2 separate regions of the Sus scrofa genome follow, and region 1 is linked to region 2. The links are chromatin contacts, called in public HiChIP or PLAC-seq maps. All regions are on one chromosome and are shown on one strand. Each heading gives the region's core, a stretch centred on a gene start, on an enhancer-like site or on the middle of the called end of the contact. The rest is flanking DNA. Distances are from core to core; before and after follow the strand shown. Region 1 holds the start of CD93 (CD93 molecule). Region 2 has its middle 85 kb from the start of FOXA2.

Region 1 (6,772 bases), core at 1,085-3,584, 150 kb after region 2:
TCAGGCGAATTTTAATGGGGGGGGGGTTGCTAACATGCATGAAATTCTTGAACCGATGCCTACCCCACATCCACTCTGGGACACCCACCCCCCAAAACCATGCGGGCTACCTGCACACCCCAAGTTGCCAGGCCATGAAAGAGAAGGGTTACAATTCTGTGCTAAGATTCCAGTCCAGTGTTCTGGGAGGGCGGGGTCCTGCTTCCAATGGCTGAGCTCTGAGGACGGTGGTCGCAGCTGGTGTTCCAGGCCCTCCTGGTCAGCAGTCTGTCCCCGGCGTTGGACTGTGGGGAACAAAGTGGGGCTATTGGAAGCTGCTGCCCAGCCATGCAGTCTGGACCCCAGACATGCGGGGTGGGAGAGACCCTTGCCCACGCCTGCCATGGTCACTGCCCGCCCCCCGTGACCACTTCCTTTACCTGTAGGGGTTCTCCGCTGCCCTGCTCTCCGCTCGCTCTGGAACCCAGGCATAGCTGTCTGCCGCATTCTTTGGCTTCTCCTTCTCCTCCCTCTTGGCTCTGCGCTTTCGATAGACCAGCAGCCCTAGAGCCAGAGCCAGCAAGAGCAGGATGGCTACCACGGTGCCCAGGATGTAGAACAGCAGCAGCTTCTGCCCGTCCGTGCCACTGTCACTGTGTTTGGCTGTGAAATCATCACCGGTAGACTCTCTTTGGCCAGGCGTGGCCAGGGGTCCCACTGGGGACCAGACACTACGGGTCCCACTGGGGACCAGCATCTCGGGTGGAGCAAGGGAGGTGCGGACATGTCGGGGGAGAGACGATCTCCCGGTTGTGGGCACCACCCATGTGGTTTCGGAGGTGCCTTCAGGGTCCCCAGTGGGACTCGATGCTGTGGCAGAAGACACATGCTCCCCTTCTCCATCTCCTGTGTCCTGTACTTGGGGGGTTCCGGCTGACGGTGCTGGCGACGTGGGGCCCCCGGTGCAGGAGACCCCGTCGGGGGCCAGCTCCCAGCCTGGGAGGCAGCCACAGCGGAAGGACCCCTCCGTGTTTAAACATAAGCCGCCACAGCGCCTGGCCCCCTGGCCCTCACACTCGTCCAAGTCCAGGCACTGGGTGCCTTCCTCCCCGGCCAGGATGTAGCCGTCCTCACAGGAGCAGGAGAAGGAGCCGATGGTGTTGGTGCAGCCCTGGGCGCAGGGCGAGCGGCCGGGGGCACACTCGTCCACATCCTGGCAGGCCCCCTCTCCAGGGCCGCCGGGCTCGTAGCCCACCCAGCACTCGCAGCGGAAACTCCCCGGCGTGTTGACACACTCCTGGGTGCAGGGAGCATCCTGACACTCGTCCACGTCCACACAGTCCCGCCCAGTCAAGTCCAGCTGGTAGCCTGGAGGGCAGTGGCACCTGAAGTCCTTCCCGAGCTGCACAGGGACACACGTGGCCCCCCCTCTACAAGGGCTGGAGCTGCAAGGGTTCCGGGAGGCACAGGAGACCAGGTCGTCCAGGAGCCGGTACCCCGGCCGGCAGCCACAGCGGAAAGAGCCGTCCCCCCCTTCAAAGCAGTCCTGCTCACAGCCCCCATTGTTGAAGTCGCAGCCAAGCTTGGGGCTGATGCAGAGGGGCCCTGAGCTGTTCCACTCGAACACATTGGGGGCCTTCTCCTTGCATAGGAAGTAAGGCTGCTGACTCTCGTCCCTGTCCCCACAGGCGACGTGGGCCATGGAGCCGAAGGGCACAGCCTGCAGGGTGGAGCTGGTGGCCTGGAAGGGGGTGGTGTAGGTCACCTGGCCCGGGCCCCCCAGGGCCAGCGGCCGGCACATGCCTTTGAAGCTGAACTTGCACACAAAGCCCTCGACGCTGTTTCCGGGAGATCGGGAGCTCCCGCACGGGCCCTCGGCCCACTTGGAGAGGCGGCTGGCCAGGGCGGGCGTGGACAGGTCCAACAGCAGGGACACGCAGCGCTTCGAGATGCAGGAGTTCTTGGCCTCCTTGTGCCAGTTGGTGTATGGCGTATCCTCCACGCCATCCACCCAGCGGAAGCCCTTCAGCGGCAGGTCACTGTCCAAGCACTTGCCCTTGTCTCGCTGGAGCCCAATCCAGAACCGGCCCATGCGCTCTGCCAGGGGCGCCCCAGGCTGCAATAGCTGGGCCAGGGTGCCCTGGACGTGCCGGGCCTCCTCCTCGCTCTTGAGCGTGGCCAGGTTGCCCCCCTTCTTGTCGCAGTGGAGCTGGGCTTCATCTGCACTCAGCTTGCCCCAGTGGGCCGAGTAGCAGGCAGTCCCCACACAGACCACGGCCTCCTGGCTGGTGGCCCCCTCCCGGGGCTGGACCAACAGCAGCAGCAGCAGCAGCAGCAATCCGGGGGAGGTAGTCATTGCGGCCTCCGTGTCTCCCTGGGCGGGAAGCTGGCAGCCGGTCCGTGATGGCAGGAGCCGGGGCTGAACTCGGAGGAGAGCCGAGGGCTCAGATGTGGACGCTCCGTCACAGAGAAGGACACAAAGGCTGAGGGCTCTCTGCGGCCCCCTGACCCAAGGCGCATCCTGTGCTGCTCGCTTCTTATCCCTCACCGGATACGGGGGCTTCCTGTGCTGAATAGCTTCTGACTCCTGTTGCCTTCATCACGGTTTTGTTGTTCATAAAAGGAGCCAGGCAACGTCGCTGGGTCCCAGCTAAGGAAACGCAGGGCGTGGGGGGAGACGTTTGTTTGCAGCTCGGAGACACCGGCTGCTTTATTTGGGGTCCGTCCTCTTTCTCATCCGCACAAGGGCACGCTGCAGAAAGAGTGGGGATTTTGGGGGCTTGGAACTTGAGAAAGCTCACTTTGTAACCCATAATAAAATTCCACTTTGGTTTGCAAACTACCAGAAGAGAGAAAAAAAAATCCTCGGACTTGAGACATGAAGCCATGGATGGTTATAATTTTCAGCCTTTTTTAGAAGCAAACTGGACTTCCCTTTGCCGCTGTCATGTTCTCTTTGGCTTTGCCAGTCTTTTTTCTCTTATTCCTCCCATCGTGAACTTTAAATAGATAGGCAATTTTTAAATAGGAACTGGGCCGTGGGAATGTCTGACTTTCTAACACAATGCCAACTCCTCGAGAACATTAAACCAAATTGGGTGAAATTTGGCAGTTTTCAGGGTTTCGTAGTGCAAATACTGTGTTAGGAAGTGGCAGCCTCACAAAACAGCACCAGAAAGGAAAAATGAGAATGTTTCTGGCCTCGTGACCCTGGGCTTGCAGGCCTGTTTTCCGTCAGCTTGGGGTTATGGGAAGGGCGGGAGATCTGGGCCCAGAATCCCCTTCCTTCTGACCAAGGCACTGACCTCCTTCTGCACAGCGACTCGTCATAGGCTCTTGACACAAAGGATGCTTTCCTGCGATGGCAGATGTGCTCTGCCCATCCGGGCTGTCACTGGTTGGGGTCCCTGAGAAGTAGACCCCAAGACAAGGTTTGGGACAAGCAGTTTATTTGGGAGGGAAAGTGAGACGGAGATAAGGAAGGGGCCAGCCCCAGGGTGACACTGAATGAGCAGTGTCCCTGGGACACCCCTGTAGACTGTGGACCCCACTCCGAGTGTGCCCTGCCAGGCCAGGGGAGGGGCTAGGCACGCCTTCTCTGCTTCCCTCCCCTCGGCGCTCTGCCGCAGGTGAGGACCCGGGGCCCAGAGGGAGCACTCAGGCCGAGTTTCAGGAACTGCCAAGGGGCTGCAGCTGAAGCCACAGCCTCAGCAGCATGGGATCTCCCCAGAAATTTGAGTTAGGGTGTTGTGGGGGCTGGGAACGCACTGGCTTTCAGCCCCTACCAGAGATTAAGTACCCTTTCTAGGGTTGGAGGCCCCTCAGAGGGTGCCCCTTATCTCTCTTTTATGTTAATCAGATATTTGTAAGAGTCCAGAGATGCTTTTGTTTTTTTTCTTTTTTTTTTTTTTTTTGGTCTTTTTAGGGCCACATCTGCAGCATATATGGAGATTCCCAGGCAAGGGGTCGAATTGGAGCTACAGCTGCTGGCCTAGGCCACAGCCACAGCAATGCAGGATCAGAGCCATGCCTGCAACCTACACCACAGCTCACAGCAGCACCAGATCCTTAACCCACCGAGTAAGGCCAAGGATCGTACCTGCATCTTCATGGATGCTAGTCATATTCTCTAACCGCTGAGCCAAAATGGGAACTCTGAGAGATGCTTTTTTTAGACCCTATAGATTTTTTCCTGTGCTCTTTAGTGCCCATGGAGAGCCAGTCAGCCAGCCAGCCATCATCCATCCATCCTTCTATCCATCTACCCATCAATACACCCATCCATCCTCCTATCACACTCACCCATCCATCTATCCACCCACCCACCTGCCCATCCATCAGTCCACCCAACCACCCACTCACCCATCCATCCATCCATCTTGACATCCAGCCATCCAACCAATGCTGATTAAGGATTCTTGATGTGTTGGGCTCAGCACTAGGATTCTTTTTTTTTTTTTTTTTTTTTTTTTGTCTTTTTGCTATTTCTTGGGCCGCTCCCGCAGCATATGGAGATTCCCAGGCTAGGGGTCTAATTGGAGCTGTAGCCACCGGCCTACACCAGAGCCACAACAACTCGGGATCCGAGCCGCGTCTGCAACCTACATCACAGCTCACGGCAATGCCAGATCGTTAACCCACTGAGCAAGGGCAGGGACCGAACCCGCAACCTTATGGTTCCTAGTTGGATTCGTTAATCACTGCGCCACGACGGGAACTCCAGCACTAGGATTCTAGGAGAAAACTCCTGCCTTGCTGACCCTTGAAATCTCTTAGCATGAACAGATTTGACCATGTTGAAACAGCTGTGACAAGTGGCTCAAGGTGTCAGAAGAGGTCCTGGCCTGATGGGGGTGGGCAGCCGGGAAGAATGGCAATGAAGCTGGAATCCAAAGGAGGAGTAACTAAGAAGGGAAGAGATGTCCACATGGAGAACAGCAGGTCCCAAGGCCCTGCGGTGGGCAGGTCGTGACCTTCTTAAGGGAGCAGAGGAAGGACAATCAGACTGGAGCCTGTGGAAGGAGGAGCCTGGGAGCCCAGGCAGTGTCGACTGGGGGCTTTTTTCTGAAATCCAAGGGGAAGCGCTGAAGGGCCAGCCTTGAGGAGGGGTCCCTCCCGCCGTGCAGTGGGAGTGGGCATTCGGCAGTCACCTGCAGGTTCAGACATAGATGAAGCTGTGTCTTTCCTTTTTGTGTCAGAGTAAAGTGACTGAAAAATATTTTTTTGAGGGGTTCCCTTTGTGGCGCAGCAGAAACAAATCTGACTAGTATCCATGAGGATGGGTGTTCGATCCCTGGCTTCACTCAGTGGGTTGAGGATCTGGCATTGCCGTGAGCTGTGGTATGGGTTGCAGACTCGGTTGGGATCCCGAATTGCTGTGGTGTAGGCCAGCACCTCTTGTTCCAATTCAACCCCTAGCCTGAGAACCTCCATAGGCCGTGGCTGCCACCCTAAAAAAGCAAAACAACAACAACAACAAAAATTTAATAAAAAACTAAAGAAGAAATAAAGAATGAAGGTAACTTCACTGTGCTTCTGTGTGGGCTGTTGCACTGACCCACCCAGGTACGGTGTTCCTTGTGGCCAAAGCCACTCAAGGACCTAATCCCTGAGGTGGCTTTTGCCTTTCCAGCTGTTCTGCATCAAAGGGATAGAACACGTCTGCCCCGGGTTCAAATCCTACTCAGCCGCTCTCAGGCTGTGTGACCTTAGACCTGCTGCAGACCTCTCTGTTCACGCACAACAGTCCATGGCGGTCCCCCGCACCTCCTGGGGCTCTGTGAGGGTTCAGCGGGCTCACCTGACCAGCTGAGCCCACCCGAACTCTGCCTCCAGCAATTGGAATTGGAGCCTCAGTTTAGCCACTGGCTGGCTTTGGGCTGGGACCCAAGTTCTGCACCTCCAGAAGGCTTGGGGTCCTGGTCCATCAAAGGGTCGCGGGGGAGCATAGGGACAGGAATCCTGAGGCCATCAGGCCCTGGGGGGGATCTGATGAAAGAAGCTGAGCGGCAGCAGACATTTGCAGACTCAGATGCTGTTCTTATGCAGTGAAGCAGGGAAAAGGTAGTGCCCACACCTCCACCTGGCCCCGCCTCCCCACCTCCCCACCTCCCCACGGGGCAGCCCTGAGCAGGAAGGAAACTCTGTTACCCTGGCTGCAGACTGGCAGCTTTTCTTTTTCAAAGACCCCCCAGCCCCGCCCCCGGGAGCTTTGTTTGGCTCCTTGTCTGGGTAAACATTCTTGTCGAGCGTTATTGCTTTTCCACGGTTCGTAAATAGCCTTTGCACATAATTTATCATGCACAGTATTTACAAAAACTTGACTGGGCTGAATGTCTTTTTCAAGGCTCACTTGGGCTCACCTCCTGGATCTGGATCTGGCTCTGACCAGCAATACCGCTCATCTGCATTTGGAAAGAGAGAAATCACAGAGAGGAACGGAGCTCTTGGCAGACTGCATCTCCAGGCTGGCTCAGGTGACAGGACAGGAAAGTGTCAGTCCTGTTCATGCCTGGCAATTGGCAGGATCCGTTTGGCATTTTCAGCGTCCTCAGTGGTTCCAGTAAGTGGTCATACGGTTTAGCTCTGTGTAGACAATCTCATTTTATAGAAATAAAAATGATCTCTTTGCCTCACAACCGAGACTCAATTCTCCATGAAACACAGTTACACAATGGTTAATAGAAAAGAGGTCACACAGGGTGAACTCATTACCTTCTAGAAGCTGACCCGGGAATTTCAGAGATTCCCGAGGTATGTAGACCAGGTCTGGAGAGGCAGATGGCTCAAGGAT
Region 2 (6,660 bases), core at 339-2,838:
TCCTCTGGTCCAGCAGCTCACAATACACGGGTCTCCATCTGTCCTTGAACTTCACACAAGCAGGATCTCTTCCTTCTTTTTCTTTTTTTTTAGTTTTCAAAGGTTTTACTTTTTCAGTAAGCTATGCAGGTATCAGAATAGAGATGGTATTTACTCCTGAAATAAGACATTTCTAATAAAGTCAGGTGTGTCCTTTTGCTCAAAGTCACGTCTGCGAGAGTCACCTCTGTTGTTTTTGTTTGTTTGGTGCTGTGTGCCTGTACTAGTCCGTTGGTGAATGCTGGAATGCATTCTCTCAACGATACCAATTGGGCGATTATTAATCATGAGTATCCTACTCCATGCATTTGGGTGACGTAAACGCCCCTCCGTGAAATGTCAGGATGGCCGAGTAGGCGTAGTTTTGTTTTTGGAAAGACTCCCAAACATTTGCCAAAGTGTTTGAATTCCAGTTGCTCCACATCCTTGCATGCACTGGGTATTTATTTATTTTTAACCCATTTTGACGTGTAGCACTGCCTCTCTGTGGCTGTAATTTACATTTTCCTGATGACTAATGGTGTGGCGTATTATAAACAGCTAGCTGGAAATCTTACTTTGTGAATTACCTACGTAGATAATTTTGTTTGTGTTTAAAATGTGGCTTATTTGTTTCTGAAATATTTCCATACATCTAACATGTGGCTTTTCCCCCAAATGTCAGGAGGAGCACAAACCACTTAAATGGACTAGAAAGGAGTAGGTTAGGAGCAGATAGTCTGGGGGTAAGAACTGAGATGAAACACTGCGAACATGATAAAAATATCAGCTCACTTAGTGACTTAGAAAGGATGAGATTGAGCTCTAGGTTGAGCCAAAGGCATCTATTCCTAGGGAACAAGCTGAGTATAAAATACAACACAACAACTTAGTGACATGTATGAATGATGAAAAATTGGAGTTCCCATCGTGGCTCAGCAGTAACAAACCTGACGAATATCCATGAGGATGCGGGTTCCATTCCTGGCCTTGATCAGTGGGTTAAGGATCTGGTGTTGCCATGAGCTGTGGTGTAGGTCGCAGACGCGGCTCGGATCCTGTGTTGCTGTGGCTCTAGTGTAGGCTGGCAACTGCAGCTCTGATTTGACCCCTAGCCTGGGAAATTTCACATGCTGCCAGTGTGGCCCTAAAAAGACCACCACCACCAACAAAAAAGGACGAAAAATGGATGACTCTTGAAAAGATATTATACCAACGAAGAATACTAGACAGTAAATAAAAAGAGTTATAATTTGGCAGGGAATGTCATGGCTCTTAGGTAAAATCACTCCCTGAAAAACATCTGTTCTACTCTTTTTAGCCCGTGACTGGGCTCAGGCCAACACGTGACATGAAATAGCCTTTGCTTAGCCAGGGCTTTTTAAATATTTAGAAAAGTCCTCCTATTGTCTTTAATGATAGTCTTATTGTGTATAAATCGCAAGTGATGGCTTCCTGAGGTTTCCTGTCTTATCAGCCTGACTGTCCCACCTCCTTTGTAGGACAGTGGTTGAGGCCAGTCTTGTTGGGCGGGAATTTCCTGCCGGGCGGTGCCTTTCCTGAAGGAAAAGTGAGGCCAGCCCAGCCGAGGGGAGGCAGGCAGCGCTCGGAGCTGTTGGAACCATCTCCCCTGAGGGCCATCCTCATGGGGAGCCAGCAGGGGGCCTCCGGAGACTTCTCAGCCCACTGGACATCATGACCCAGCCGGCCCAGGGCAGTGCCAGCCTCCGCTTTGTCCACGGGCGGCTGTGTCAGGCAGGCTGGGCAGGTGCCTGGCTCAAGGCTGTGGGGTCTGAGGAGGGGGCCTGCCTGGCAGACTGGCTCCCAGCCCCACGCTGCCTGGGTGGGCACTGGGGAGCCACTTGGAGGGTGTGGGAGGAAAAGATGTGAGCTTAGGACGGAAAAAGAGTTTAGGACGTGAAAGGAGGTGGGCGGGGGGAGGGCAGCGTGTCAGAGCCCAGGCCCTGGACCAACCTGGAGGCAGCCTCTTGGTGAGGCAGGGTTGGGAGGCAGGGCTGGGGGCCGGTGCAAGGCTGGGGGCTGCCTGGCCCGTGTGCAGGCAGAGCCTGACTCTGAGGTCAGAGGGGCTCCGTTCTGGGCCACCTGAACCTCAGCAGGATGCGGAACCTCTCTGGGCTCAGCAAGAGAATGAGGCCGAGCCTTCCTTGGAGGGATATTCTTTTTAGGAGTCGACTTCAAAAAATGCACAACCTGGAGTTCCCATCATGGCACAGTGGAAACAAGTCTGACTGGGAATCATGGGGTTGCGGGTTCGATCCCTGGCCTTGTTCAGTGGGTTGGGGATCTGGTGTTGCCATGAGCTGTGGTATAGGTTGCAGACGTGGCTTGGATCTGGTGTTGATGTGGCTGTGGCATAGGCCAACAGCAACAGCTCCAATTAGACCCCCTAGCCTGGGAACCTCCATGTGCCATGGGTGTGGCCATAAAAAGACAAAAGCCAAAAAAAAGAAAAAAAAAGGCGCACGTTCCCAAAGAAAAAGCTAGCCCCAAAGCCACAGACTACATGGCTCAACAAAACAAAACAAAACAAAAATACAAAAAAATAAAAATGCGCAACCTGAATGTTGAGAGTTAAGTTTTGTTTGGGGTGAAATTAGGACTTAAGTCTGGAAGACAGCATCTCAGGCCGTCCTGAGAAACTGCTCCGAAGAGGCTGCGAAGGGGGAAACTGGGATATATGAGTTTTTGCAACAAAGGGAAGGTAGTAGGAACACACGATTTACAGAAAACCAGTTTCTATGGGAAGGTGTAATAATCTGGGCTCCCTGGATTCCCTGCTTTGCTGGGCACCTCCACTGAGGGCCTGTCTTCTTTCTGTCTTTCCTGAGTTCCCTCAGGGCTCGCTGGCCCACCCTTGGGAGTGACTGCATTCTCAGGTGACTGTGACATCCTTTGTTTTGTCCACTTAACTACAGCCCAGGAGGCCGTATTTCAGACAGCTCTGAAACGCTGCCCCAAAGGGGAAAGGGGAAATGTCAAGACATAAATCATAAAGGGGAAGGGGGTATAAAGCCATGCACACAGGACTTCCCGTGGTGGCTCAGTGGTTAACGAATCCGACTAGGGACCATGAGGTTGTGGGTTCGATCCCTGGCTTCGCTCGGTGAGTGGGTTAACGATCTAGCATTGCCGTGAGCTGTGGTATAGGTCACAGACGTGGCTCGAATCTATCGTTGCTGTGGCTGTGGTGTAGGCCAGCAGCTACAGCTCTGATTCGACCCCTAGCCTGGGAAACTCCATATGCCCTGGGTGCAGCCCTGAAAAGACAAAAAAAAAAAAAAAAAAAAAAAAAGCCATGCACACACTTTACAGAAGTTTGCTGCTGGTCTCGAGGAGGTTCCTGCTAGTCACAAACATCAGTCATCCTTGAAGGATTTTAATGCGTTTCTCCATAGGAGGAGATGCAAGAATCGGGCTCATAAAATCTCCTAAAACTATTTAACTATCTGAAGACCTGTTCTTCCAGTTTTCCCAGAGTGCAGCACGCCTCCCTCCTGGTCTCCGCCCTGAACTCCGCTCAAGGGGCGCTGTGGGTCACCCGCCAGCTGCAGTGGCTCATGATTTAATCCATGCAAAGGCAGAGGGCAAGTGCCAAACTCCAGCTCACAGAGGGAACCCTCCCCCTCCCCCTGCGGCTGCTGAGCTAGGGACCCGCATCTGCTTCCCCACCCACCGCCACCCCAAAGCACCAGGACAGGAGGCCAGGGCCCCCAAGACAGCACTGGGATGAAATGCACCCTGTCTGCCTTCAACTTGACTGCCAGCTGTTCCCTCCCCTTCAGGGACAGAGCGTGACCTGGGTGGACACTGAGAGCCAACCTCCGGGATGGAAGCCCAGGCTGCAAGGAAGCAAGGACCTGGGGCGAGGGCTGTTGAAGAGCCCTGGGGGGTGGTGTGAGGGAGGCAGCAGTGCAGGATGGGGTGGGTGGGGCAGCCGCTGACAGAGACACACCAGCTTCCTGGCCCCTCACGTGGATCGCCTGAGGCGCGTTCCACCGCTCTGCCCGCCTGCCTTGTGCCACGGATGCTCCAAGATCCCCTGTCAGTGATGCTTCCTGCTATCTGGCTACCGTTCCCCCCATCACTTCCCCACCTCACCCCCAAGCTCCTGGGGCGGGGGGGGGGGCTCCTTGCAAAGAAACTCCGCTACACTAACAGGTTGAAATTAGAGTGATCACCATCCAGGCCTCTGAAAATGGAATGGGTTTGTGGGGGGTGTGGGGGGGCGAGCCCCTGGGGACCTGGTCTCAGACTCATCCCTCACCACTGAGAACTCACATTTCCCTGAAGAGCGTCAAACCCAAGACCACCGCTGGTCCTGTTCTTTCCTGCTTCAGACCTTCCTACGACGCCCCATAGAGTGAGTACTCAGTCCAGGGACCTTATTAAGGCTCACCTGTCAGGCTTGCTCAAGCCCTTGTCCACCCCCCGATCTGGCCTCCTGGAGCTCTGTCACCACCTTTCAGCCTCGGTGGCCTCTGACACAGGACAAGCCTGACCCTAGTGATTTCCTTGCTAAGGGCTGCCCTTGACCCCAACTGTGCAGAGCGGGCTCCTCCGTGCGGTTCAGATCTCAGTTCACCCGCTGAAAACCTCTGCTTCTGGGCTCTATTTCCGGGCGTTCTTTTTCATTCTCTTTCCCCCCAACACACACGCCTGCGCACACACTGTGTTTCTGTTTCTGTGGTCTGCCTTGTCCGCTGCTATCTCCTGGGCTCAGAGAATACTGTCTGGCCCCCGGGGTGCTCCGTAAATATTTCTGAAGGAATAAATGGGATGACGCAATAGAGTCACAGAACCGGGAGGGACCCTGGGGCCCTGACATCTTGTACATAGCTCGACCCCCCAAAGGGGCGGAACATCAATGCCCTAAGCCCGGAAACCCAGCAATGGGTCCAGATTAAGCAGAAAGAAGTGGATTAGGGAGCTAGCCACGTCTGGGAAGAGCTGGCCCACCTTCCACCTACAGTGTCACTGGCAGAGGCCAAGGGTTCAGGCGACTCCTACCCCTTCGAAACCAACTGTAACACGATTAGAAGGCTGTTAATCCACAGGAAAAAGCGTGTTGTGATCTCAACAGCCCTTCTGAGCCGACTGAAACAGGACAAGCAGTAGTCTGTGATTTTCTTTAGGAAAGGATTCTGCAACTTTGCCAGGTAAGCTACCGGGAGAGACGCCGTCTGCCCTCAGATGGTGTGAAGGTGGGCATCGAGCCGCTCCACCAACGCTCAGCACCTCCCAGCCGCAGGTGCATGACCGTCCTCTCCCTACAAAGGCATCGGAGATGCTGAGCAGACACCGGCCCCATGAGAAGGTGGTGAGCCCTTTACTCTTGCTTTCTTGGAGGCAAAAATTCACTCCCTGGCTGGCTGCCCTGGGTTACTCATGCTGTGCGAACACAGAGCCTCACGGAACACAAGTGAAACTTTCATGAAAGTGTTTATAGAACGGGATCGCTAAAAGCCCTGCTCACGTCTCCTGGGTTCCAAGCAGCGCCCTGCGGTGGCGGCGGGCTAATCACAGCGTGTGACTGGTGTTCACAGCGCCATCATGATGGAAAGTGTAAGCGGAAAACTTCTGCAGACCCTGTGATCAGCCTGGGTTACCTTGGATGTGTTTGGCGCTGTTTTTTTCCTTTTATAAACTGTGTGATGCCTCTTATCAGGCATGATTTAGCTAATGGACGTGTCATTATTTTATCTCACTGAATAATAGTGGGAGTTAAATAAAGAAAACATTCTCCGAACCTTCCCCGTGTCTCTAAAATATCCACATGACTCATTCTTTCTGGAGAGTATTATGCACAGGCTTGCAACCCTAAAGGGCTAAAGCGTATGTCACACTTATTCAACAGGTTTTCTTTTCTTTTCTTTTTTTTTTTCAGGTAAGGTAAATTTGGGGAAATATGTGTGACTTGGCAACAATGAAGCTAAGAATAATTTTCATGGTTTTCTTTTTTTTTTTTTCTGAAATGTCCTAAATTTTGAAGACTTTAAGAGTGATAATAATAAGCATGTAATACCATGCTCTTTGATTTTCAAGCTAGGTCCATATATTATTTTTAATTTATTCATGAGGAAAAGAAGGGTAAGAACAGGGTTCCCTCCTGGTCAATGACGCAGGAAGGGGTGGGTTCAAAACATCTTCAGATTTTCTTTCTTTTTTTACATTTTTTTGTCTTTTTAGGGCTGCATCCTAGGCATATGGAGGTTCCCAGGCTAGGGGTCAAATCGGAGCTGTAGCCGCTGGCCCAGGCCACAGGCACAGCAGCATGGGATCTGAGCCGCGTCTGGGATCTATGCCACAGCACATGGCAATGCCAGATCCTTAACCCACTGAACAAGGCCAGGGATTGAACCTGTGTCCTCAAGGATACTAGTCAGATTCATTTCCCCTGAGCCATGATGGGAAATTCCAGATTTTCTGATTTCCTGATCCATGTGCTTTCTCTCATGGATTGAACATTAAACCTGCATCTAAGGGGCCAGAATGGACTCCCATGCCTCACTTTCTCTGCTCATGAATAGACCTGACCACCTTGTAAAGGAGAACCTCTCAGGGTCAAGATCCCTGGTGACAGAGCATCGCTGCAATTTGACCCAACCGCTCATTGACTTGATT

Evidence for each region. HiChIP or PLAC-seq counts read pairs in DNA pulled down with a chosen protein or histone mark.
Region 1: an H3K27ac HiChIP or PLAC-seq map of skeletal muscle shows a contact between it and region 2, with 4 times the contacts expected there. The contact joins the promoter of CD93 here to the enhancer-like site in region 2. A contact is called at or near these places in 5 of 47 Hi-C or Micro-C datasets (epiblast stem cells, psoas muscle, retroperitoneal adipose tissue and 2 more) and 1 of 2 datasets of contacts at active chromatin or transcription factors (skeletal muscle).

Annotation. Positions count from the first base shown.
Region 1 is chr17:30,237,258-30,244,029 of Sscrofa11.1, forward strand. It overlaps CD93 (CD93 molecule), which reads right to left and starts at 2,335. Exons shown (of 1, transcript NM_001315577.1): 1 at 416-2,335. The coding sequence starts at 2,335. The coding sequence ends at 416.
Region 2 is chr17:30,083,218-30,089,877 of Sscrofa11.1, forward strand. No RefSeq gene overlaps it. Among named protein-coding and RNA genes, the nearest start is that of FOXA2, 85 kb to the left of the region's middle. Within about 2 kb of position 1,589, at least 14 of the 83 cell types and tissues checked have an H3K27ac peak or open chromatin away from gene starts, as enhancers often do. A contact at or near this core is called in retroperitoneal adipose tissue, skeletal muscle and subcutaneous adipose tissue, where this site is marked.